2 separate regions of the Ovis aries genome follow, and region 2 is linked to region 1. A link is a contact called in public Hi-C data. All regions are on one chromosome and are shown on one strand. The core of a region is the stretch at or near the end of the contact, and the rest is flanking DNA. Distances in the headings are between cores, read along the strand shown.

The links. Hi-C and Micro-C count contacts between places; a contact is called where the count stands out from the background.
Region 2: a contact with region 1 is called in a Hi-C map of hypothalamus, with 5 times the contacts expected there. The contact joins the enhancer-like site here to the promoter of CAPN2 in region 1. A contact is called at or near these places in 7 of 16 Hi-C or Micro-C datasets (blood, hypothalamus, liver and 3 more).

The regions. Positions count from the first base shown.
Region 1 is chr12:26,315,302-26,320,025 of ARS-UI_Ramb_v3.0, reverse strand. CAPN2 (calpain 2) reads right to left here and starts at 2,111. Exons shown (of 21, transcript NM_001112817.1): 1 at 1,875-2,111. The coding sequence starts at 2,111.
Region 2 is chr12:26,478,388-26,483,111 of ARS-UI_Ramb_v3.0, reverse strand. No RefSeq gene overlaps it. Among named protein-coding and RNA genes, the nearest start is that of TP53BP2, 39 kb to the right of the region's middle. Within about 2 kb of position 2,126, at least 6 of the 54 cell types and tissues checked have an H3K27ac peak or open chromatin away from gene starts, as enhancers often do. A contact at or near this core is called in hypothalamus, where this site is marked.

The DNA.
Region 1 (4,724 bases), core at 862-3,361:
CCTCCCCGTTAGTTGCTCAGTTCATACCCTGTCCCGCCCTAACCTGGGGCTCTAAAATGGGCTTAGATTTCCATTTTCCCATCTGGAAATCCTACAGGCATTCCCAACTGATGGGTGACCTGTCTGTCTAACCCCTAATGCCTTCAGAGGCAAAAACCAATATGCACTATGCCTGGCATACAGTAGGTGTTCGATATAAGCTTTTTGAATGAATGAAAGAATAAGGAAAGAAGTATATAAATTCACAAACTGTCAAGTACTGTACAAACATAAGGCAATTACATTCTCGTTTATCACTTTCACAGTCGTAATTTTGTTTGAGGCTCATTACAATCTTGCATTCATTCATTCATTCCACCAAGAGTCTTTTTGTTCACAGATGTATCCCAAGCATTTAAGACAGTGCCTGACATTTAACAAGCCCTCAACAAATACTGCTAAATGAATGAATGAACAAATGAAAGCATACTCTGAATGCACCAGGGATTGACTGGTGAACAATACACACAGGTCCCTGCAGTTCAGTAGGAAGGACAAACCAATACATGTAATTATGTGTACGAACTGTGAAATGCTGTAAAGGAAATTAGCATGATAAAGTTCATGATAAAGAATGACAAGATGAGAAGGGGGGCTGCAACGAATGGTCAGGACAAAATCTCTTTGGGGAGGAGACACCTAAGTCCCAAAGAATGAGTGAGCCAGATTCCAGAAAACTAAGAAAGAGCATCTCTGGCCAGTGAGGCAGGAAAGAGCAGGGTGCCCTTGAGAAACTAAAAGGTGCTGGGCTTGGTGAGTCAGTGGAGAGAGGAAACTCTCTCTTTTAGATAAAGAAATGGAGGCACAGAGGTTAAACAGCTCACTCAAGTTAGCAAGAAATGAACTCAAGTGCTCTGGGCCAAGGGTACCTCCTACTGCACTTGCTGCCTGCAGGCTGGGTTTGGGGTAACAGAAGGTGACCAGCTGATGGGGGTGGGGGTGGGGGTTCGGGGGGTGGGGTGGGGTAAGCAGGACAGGAATGCTTATTTTCCTAACAGGAATCTAGAGGCTGGATTTCCCAGGAGGCCTCCTTGGGGTGTGGTGGGGGAAGGCCAGAGAGGTGTCTGTCCCATAGGAGGTGGGGCCAGGAGGGATCCCAGGGACACAGGATGTACAAACTGATCAGGGAAGCAAACTGCACCCAAGGCCTGCCAGGGCACGGAGGACAGAGATCCGGGGCCGGTGGGAAAAGGGAGCTCAGAGGAGGCCGGGAGATTCCGGGGTGAGGAGAAGGAAGCGGCTCCTGGCTGCATCTCCCCTGTCCTTTTGATAATCACCAGGGTAAATACTACAGGGAGCTGTCTTGCCAGTTCCCATCTGGAAAAATAAACAGGAAACTGCGTGGATAAATCTAACCATCACTTCAAAAGACGATCCCTAGTCACAAACGTCCAGGCTATGCGTGGACTTTCTCCCTGAAGCAGAGAGAACCAAGTTAGAGGCCGACTTCCCCCGCGAAATTCCGTAACACCCACGCCCCGGTCTCCCGCCCGCCCCCACCCGCGGCCTCCCTTCTCTCGGGCCCGCCCGGCAGAGTCCAAGAAGTTTCCTTCAGGCCCCCTTATGTCACCCGCGTTTTTGAGAGTTTTTGCCGGCGGGCCTGCTAGTGCCATATGTGGGCAGTGTGCACCTCGGCGCGTCCTAAGGGCCCCGTGGGTGGCAGATGGGACGCGGGCGACCCCGCGCCAGCGGAGCCCCGGGTCGGGCTCCGGGCCGCGGGGCTCGGCTCCCCGCGCTCCCGCGGCTCCCCGCGCGCGGGGCCGCGTTCTCGCCAGCTCGGAGGCCGGGCCGCAGCGCCTCCGGGCCCCGCATCCCGCCCCGGGCGCGCTCCCTACCGTGGGCCGCTTCCACTCGATGCCCCGGGTCTTGCTGGAGTAGGGTCCCAACTCCTTGAAGCCCAGGGAGGAAGGCAGGGCCGGGAAGGAGGGGTCCTGGAACAGCGCCCCGGCCTCCAGGCACTCGTCCCGCAGCGCCGCGTAGTCCTGGTTGAGGTACTTGACCGCCCTCTCGTGCGAGCCCAGCCCCTCGGCCGCCTCCCGGTCCTTGGCCAGCTTGGCCGCGATGCCCGCCATGGTTGGCCCGGTGCCCGCGCTGCCGCCGGGCGAGCGAGCGAGGGTCTCGGCTGCGGCGATGAGCGGCGCTCGGCAGGGGCGCGGCCAGGGCCCGGCGCGCGGCAGCGGGACTGTGAGCGGCCGCCGCCGGCGATGATTCACCGGGTCCCGCGGCGCCCTCCGCCCTGCGGGCGTGGCCTGGCCGCTCCCGGCCTGCTCGGCGCCCCACCCGGGACCCTGGCGGCCCGCGGCCTGCACAGCGCCAGCCGGACGGCGGCGGCCCGCGGGGCCGGTGCTGCCACCTGCGGACGGCGCCCGGGATGGCCGAGCGGGCCGGCTGCGAGCACCCAGGGCATCCCGGTGGAAAAGCGGGGACTCAAATCCAGTCTCACTTTAGCCGGCTTCCCACTTGCAGGAGAAGGCTGGCGGAAACCCAAGGCTGGGGCTATCCTGACTCTCCAGGAAACACCCTGTGAGTTAGAAGGGGAGAGAGCTGGAGGAGACGAAATCAGCTCTGTAAGAAGGTGGTTTCTCTGCTATAGACTCCATTGGACAGATGGGAAAACTGAGCAACTGAGAGGTTAGATGACATCACCCAGTGTTGCTCAGCTAATTTGGGGCGGAACAAGGATTCCAAGTTACCAGAGGCGTGTTACAATCAGAAGGCTACACACTGCTACTAGTTAGCTGTACGATCACAGAGAGCAGGGTCAGATTTGGCAAATAAAAATACATCCACCTGTAACAGGGAAGAACAAATCTGATTCCATATTAGATCTGTTGTGTTGCCTGTGCTTACTCATGCTGGTTCTGCACCTTTTGTTAAAAAAAAAAAAAAATGTTGCCTATAGCCTGAAATATATAGGGGAGCCTAGTCTCAGGGCTCTGACCTAAAAGAGTCCATTCACATAGAGATAAAAAGTTGGGGAACAGAGAATAACATTTGTTTCATTGAAAGTTTATGGGAACATCTTGACCTGACCTACATGGACAGCTAAGAAAGGATTCCAACACCAAAAAGTTTGCAACAGCTAACCATGCCCCTCCTTCAGCTTGCCTTTAAAGGTGCTTTGCTGAATTCCTTAAGTGAGTTAAGGGCTTTTTAACAATGAGACACCCCGGTCTCCTTGCATGACCCTGCAATAAACCTTCCTCTGCTCCAAACTGTTTCGATTTGTTTGGCCTCACTGGGTGTCGGGCACACGAAGTTTCATTCAGTAAAACACCCAGCTAAATTTGAATTTCAAGTAAACACTAATGATTTTTCACTATAGGTATGTTCCAAACAGTGAATGGCGGCATACTAAAAAATCATTTCTTATTTAAGGAAGCAAAATTTGCCACCTCAAAATGTCTTATTTGGCATGTGGATTATTTTGAGCTGGAAACAATGGAGGCCCAGGAGACTCAGGAAGAAACTGACCTTCCTGATAATGGCCTGAAGAATTTAGATAAAGGACCTGTTTCCAGAACACAGCAATCACCAGAGATATCTGCAAAGATTATAGGCTCAGTGTGGTGGGGACCTTCGAGGCCTAGAGATCAGATACCTCTCTGTGTCCCATTGTCTCTTTGTTGTTTAGTCCCTAAGTCCTGTCCGACTCTTTGTGACCCCATGGACTGCAGCACACCAAGCTTCACCATCTCCCGGAGTTTCTCAAACTCATGTCCATTGAGTCGGTTATGCTATCTAACCGTCTCATCCTCTGTCACTCCCTTCTCCTGCCCTCAATCCTTCCCAGCATCAGGGTCTTTTCCAATGAGTCAGCTCTTTGCATCAGGTGGCCTAAGTATTGGAGCTTCAGCTTCAGCATCAGCCCTTCCAATGAATATTCAGAATTGATTTCTTTTAGGATTGACTGGCTTGATCTCCTTGCAGTCCAAGGGACTCTCAAGCGTCTTCTCTAACAGCACAGTTTGAAAGCCTCAGTTCTTCGGTGCTCAGCCTTCTTTATGGTCCAACTCTCACATTCATGCATGACTACTGGAAGAAACCATTGCTTTGACTATATAGACCTTTGCTGGCAAAATGATGGCCCTGCTTTTTAATATGCTATCTAGGTTTGTCATAGCTCTCCTTCCAAGGAACAAGTATCTATTAGTCATGGCTGTTGTCACCATCTGTAGTGATTTTGGAGCCCAAGAAAATAAGTATCTCACTGTTTCCATTGTTTCCCCATCTATTTTCTGTGATGGGACCAGATGCCATGATCTTATTTATTTGAATGCTGAGTTTTAAGCCAACTTTTTCACTCTCAACTTCGACCCTCATCAAGAGGCCTTTTGGTTCCTCTTCACTTTCTGCCATAAGGGTGGTGTCATCTGCATATCTGAGGTTATTGATATTTCTCCCGGCAATCTTGATTCCAGCTTGTGCTTCATCCAGCCTGGGATTTTGCATGATGTATTCTGCATATAAGTTAAATAAGCAGGGTGACAATATACAGCCTTGACGTACTCCTTTTCCTATTTGGAACCAGTCTGTTGTTCTATGTCCAGTTCTAACTGTTGCTTCCTGACTTGCATATAGGTTTCTCAAGAGGCAGGTCAGGTGGTCTGGATTCCCATCTCTCTCAGAATTTTCCACAGTTTATTGTGATCCACACAGTCAAAGGCTTTGGCATAGTCAATAAA
Region 2 (4,724 bases), core at 877-3,376, 160 kb before region 1:
TCTTTGTCCTTCTGATTTGTTTTGCTTAGTAGGATAATCTCTAGGTTCGTCTACGTTGCTGCCATTGGCATTATTTCCTTACTTTTGATGGCTGAGTAGTATTGTACATGTTTACCCCATCTTCAGTATTCATTCCTCTGTTGAAGGGCATTTGGGTTGGTTCCACATCTTGGATATTGTAAACGGTGCTGTTATGAATATAGGGGTGCGTGTATCTTTTCAAAGTATAGTTTTGCTGGAGGATGTGCCCAGGAGTGGGATTGCTGGATCATACTCCATTATCCTTTTTTCTTTGTGCTGGGTCTTTCTTGAGGCCCACAGGCTTTTTTCCTCTAGTTGCACCACCCGTGGGCCTCTCCTGTTGCGATGCCTGAGCTCTAGGGCATTCAGGCTCAGTAGATACGGTGGGCCGGCTCAGTGGCCCCTCAGCATGTGAGATCTTAGTTCCCAGATCTGGGGTCGAACCCACGTCCTCTGCACTGGAAGGCAGATTTTTAACCGCTAGACCATCAGGCAAGTCCCTGTAGTAGAATTATCTTTAGATGTGGGTTTATTTTATGTTTTCCCATGCCTAGGTTCGTGTTTGCCTCTTTTTGGCTGGAATAGTATGGAAGTGCTGGTGCATCCTGCCAATTGCATGAAGTCGGGAAAACTCAGACTGTCAGTTTGTCCTACTAACTGCTGGTGATGTCAACTACTTTCTGGTGTTTTGATCGTTGACCAACACAGTAAACACTAAGGGAACAATGACTAATCAATATGTTGGAATCCACTTAAGTTGGAGGACTTCTTAGACTAATGTCATACTTTCTCTGGAGTTTTTTGTGTGTCTGTTTACAAGTTTCTCTTTGTGCGCATCTTCCCGTTTTCAATTAGTTCAGAAAAAGTGAATAATTGTAGTGCTGTAACAGGATGGATTTCAGGGAAGAGGATTTGAAACACGTTGAGGCTGGGAGGAGATCAACTAGAGGGTTGATGGGTTCCCCACCTTTGAGTGGAGAGAGTGTGCTCAGGTCCTGGGACTCATCAAAGCTGTAGATGGACCTGAAGAGTGGACCTGACCCCCGCTGCCCCGCCAGACACACACACTCACCTCTCCCAACTTCACGTCCTGTGTGACTGGTGCTTGCCATCCTGCTCATACTTCCGGATTTTACACAAGTGTGCCAGTTCAGGTGGATGAGAAGGGAAGGGACTGTTGTTTATTGAGCTCCTGCTATTATCCATGTACTTTGATGATGCATAATGAAAAGCTGAGTCATTGGGAAGTTGAGGTCAGTAGAAAGAGTAATCAAACAAAAGCTAAGGTAGTCAGATGTCAACATTCAGAAGCTCCTTTCCAGAGAGAATTTCCTGTCTTTTTAAGGTCTGTCTTTCGTGTTTTTTTTTTTTTTTTAATTGACTGCATTGGGTCTTCATTGCTGCTCTTGGGCTTTCACGAGTTGCTGCAAACAGCGGCGGGCAACTCTTCGTTTTGGTATGCGGGCTTCTAACTGCGGTGGCTTCTCTTGTTGTGCAGCATGGGCCTAGGGGTGTGGGCTTAGTGGTTGTGTATAAAAGCTTCCATCTGCCAACCGCAACCTCCCACTCCATCCATTTTCCCAACCCCCTCATAAAGTGTATTTATCTTTGGGAATCAAGCGCTACTTTATTATGTTTAATAATAAAATACATTGCTGTGTTTCTGAAGATGAATTAGAGAATGTGCTAGGGCAAAGGGGTGGTTTTCTTGTCATTAAGTACTAAATCTGTATCACTCATATACAGTCTTAATGTATCCTACATGTGACATTTCCACGGGAAGGATAATAGAGAGAGCTGTATTGCTTGAGGGTGATAAAGTGATTGAGAACCGTGGTGAAGATGAGCAGAAGCAATAAGATTTATAGGAAATAGTGACGCTAAATCAGGAGCCAGTAAGGTGCTTTTGTGCCCATGGAAAGCTGACCAGAAATAGGCGGTCAATCCAAGTCCTACTTAGCTTGTCTTGCTACCTCTAACTTCCTGGAATCAACTGAAGTGTAATTCTCCAATGCAGCCACCAGGTGGCCATATTCTCCCTTGGGTGTGCACAGGCAGCTGCACTGCCCTTGGTGCCAAAGGCGGGTAACCCAACTGAGAAATTCTCCCCTCTGCTGGTACTGACCTATTGCTGTGCCCATCTGCTCCACCCTGTTCACTTGCAATGTCGATCAGATGGATGGATTCTGTCTTGAGACCTGAAGCAACCGTTCAACCAAAACCTAATGAAGACTTCATTATAAATTGTTTCCACTCCTCCACACTCATTTTTAAAAATCTTTGACAATTCCTCTACACAGGCGTATGTAATTATAACAAATGTTTATCTACTATTTGGTGTTCTGTTTTTAATTCATTGTTATTTCACATATTCAAATTAGTACTGTCTACATGCATACATTTTAGAAAGTTAAATATTGTTTCAGCGCATTTCACATGTTTTCACTATTAGAAATAGCAGGAGTAAGAACACGAGCATTTTGAGCCAAAGCAGAACTAAAGGATAAAAGAATGATTTTATAATTCATTATAAGTGATTTTACAATTCATTACAATTTGTTATATATTGCCAGGTGACTTTACAGGAAAAAAAAAAAGTTTTTCAAGTGTTGCTTTCCCTGAAGCCTCTAATTTCTGATAAAAAATAAGTTGCTGGTATCTTGTGAAGCTGAAAAATACTCCCTCGCCTTTCCTGCATTATGTATGACCTGCCACCTTCTCTATTCAATTGACTGTGAACTTGCTTCTTCTGAAAGATTAGGTAGGATAAGAGATGTATTTTAGCCAATACATATCAGCTTTGGGGAAAAGTGCTCAGACACCATTTGAATGATAGAACCATTTTGAAAGTTGCAGGTTTTCATCTTTGATGGTATGTTTTCTGCTTTGCCTAAACCTTTTTTTCTTTCTTTAGTAACACGAGTTGGCCCTCCCTGGCAATAATTACCTCTTTTCTACTTAACTGTCTGAAAATGACTCACTGGCTCTGACCCTTCATTACAGAAAATCTGACCACCAACATTATTTGTTTTTTCAAAAAATATTTTGTTGATGTTATGTTTTACGTCTTTTATATTCCTGATTTTCAATTTTCATCAAAATTTATAAGTTGCATTTTTCTTGGGAAGAAGCTGTTTGAAATTAAATAATTCATTACTCTCAAATAGGTTAATAAAATCCAAAAGTATTCATAGAGTATAAGTAAAAAGAAAGTATCCACCCTTCACCAAGTCTCCCAATTTCTTTTCCCAGAACCAACCACTGTTCATGGTTTGTTTGGTTTTTTTTTTAATATTCCCCAGATATAGTCTAAGTATAAAAACATGTATATATTTGTATTTATACATTTAAATGGGCTTCCCTGGTGGCTCAGGGGTAAAGGATCCACCTGCAGTGAAGGAGACCTGGGCTCAATCTCTGGGTCAGGACGATCTCCTGGAGGAGGAAATGGCACCACTCTAGTATTCTTGCTGAGAAAAATCCCATGGACAGAGGAGCCTGGGGGGCTACAGTTCATGGGATCACAGAGAGTCAGACATGACTGAGCACAGCACAGCAAGTCTGTGAGTAGCAAAACTACACATTTAAACATGTGTTTTTGTTTTTAAATACTGAGAATAACTACATACACATGATTTAGTTTCCTGCCTAGTTTTAAATTCTATGCTATATCTTGGAAATCTTTCCATATCAAGATGTTTGACCTGTCTCATTGTTTTAACAGCTGCATGGTATTTCATTGCCTGGCTATATCATAATTTATTCAACAGTGTCCTTTGGGTGTGCATTCATTTTATTTCCAAACTTCTATTACTAAAGAATCCACCTGCAATGCAGGAGACCCCGGTTTGATTCCTGGGTCAGGAAGATCCACTGGCGAAGGAATAGGCTACTCACTCCAGTATTCTTGGGCTTCTCTTGTGGCTCAGCTGGTAAAGAATCCACCTGCAATGCGGGAGACCTGGGCTTGATCCCTGGTTTGGAAAGATCCCCTGGAGAAGGGAAAGGCTACCCACTCCAGTATTCTGGCCTGGAGAATGCCACATGGACTGTGTGTATATCCATGGGGTTGAAAAGAGTTGCACATGGCTGAGCAACGTTCGCTTTCATCACTATAAACAGTAGTGCAGTGAATATCCCAGTATCTGTGTTTTACATTCACTTGCGAGTTTAAATGTTTAGAAAAGGAATTGCTGGGTTAGAGATATGAATTTGAAAATTGATAGCTATTGTCAGTTCCCTCCCCACAGAGAATTTTTAATTTGCATATTTAACATTATAAGTAAGGTCAAGTAGCTTTTGATAAATTAAGAAGCCACCTGTTTTTTCCTCTTCTGAGAAACATCTTTTGTTTTCTTTTTAAAACATAATTTTTTGGTGTGAAATTCATATAGCACAAAATTAACCATTTTAAGGTGAACAGTCCAGTGGCATTTGGTGTATTTCCAATATTGTGCAACCACCACCTCTGTCAAGTTCCAAAATGCTTTCATCATCCTGGAAGGAAGTCCCATACCCAGCGCAGCCACTCCTCACTCCCCTTTCCCCCAGGCAGTCCCTGGCAACCACTAGTCTATCTCCTGTCTATGGATTTATCTGTTCTACATATCTCTTCTTGTTCTTTATGTTTTATCGGGCTTTCAAATTTAATATATAGGAATTCTTTAAATATTAAAGAAATCAGTTCTTTGTCTTATGTGTTG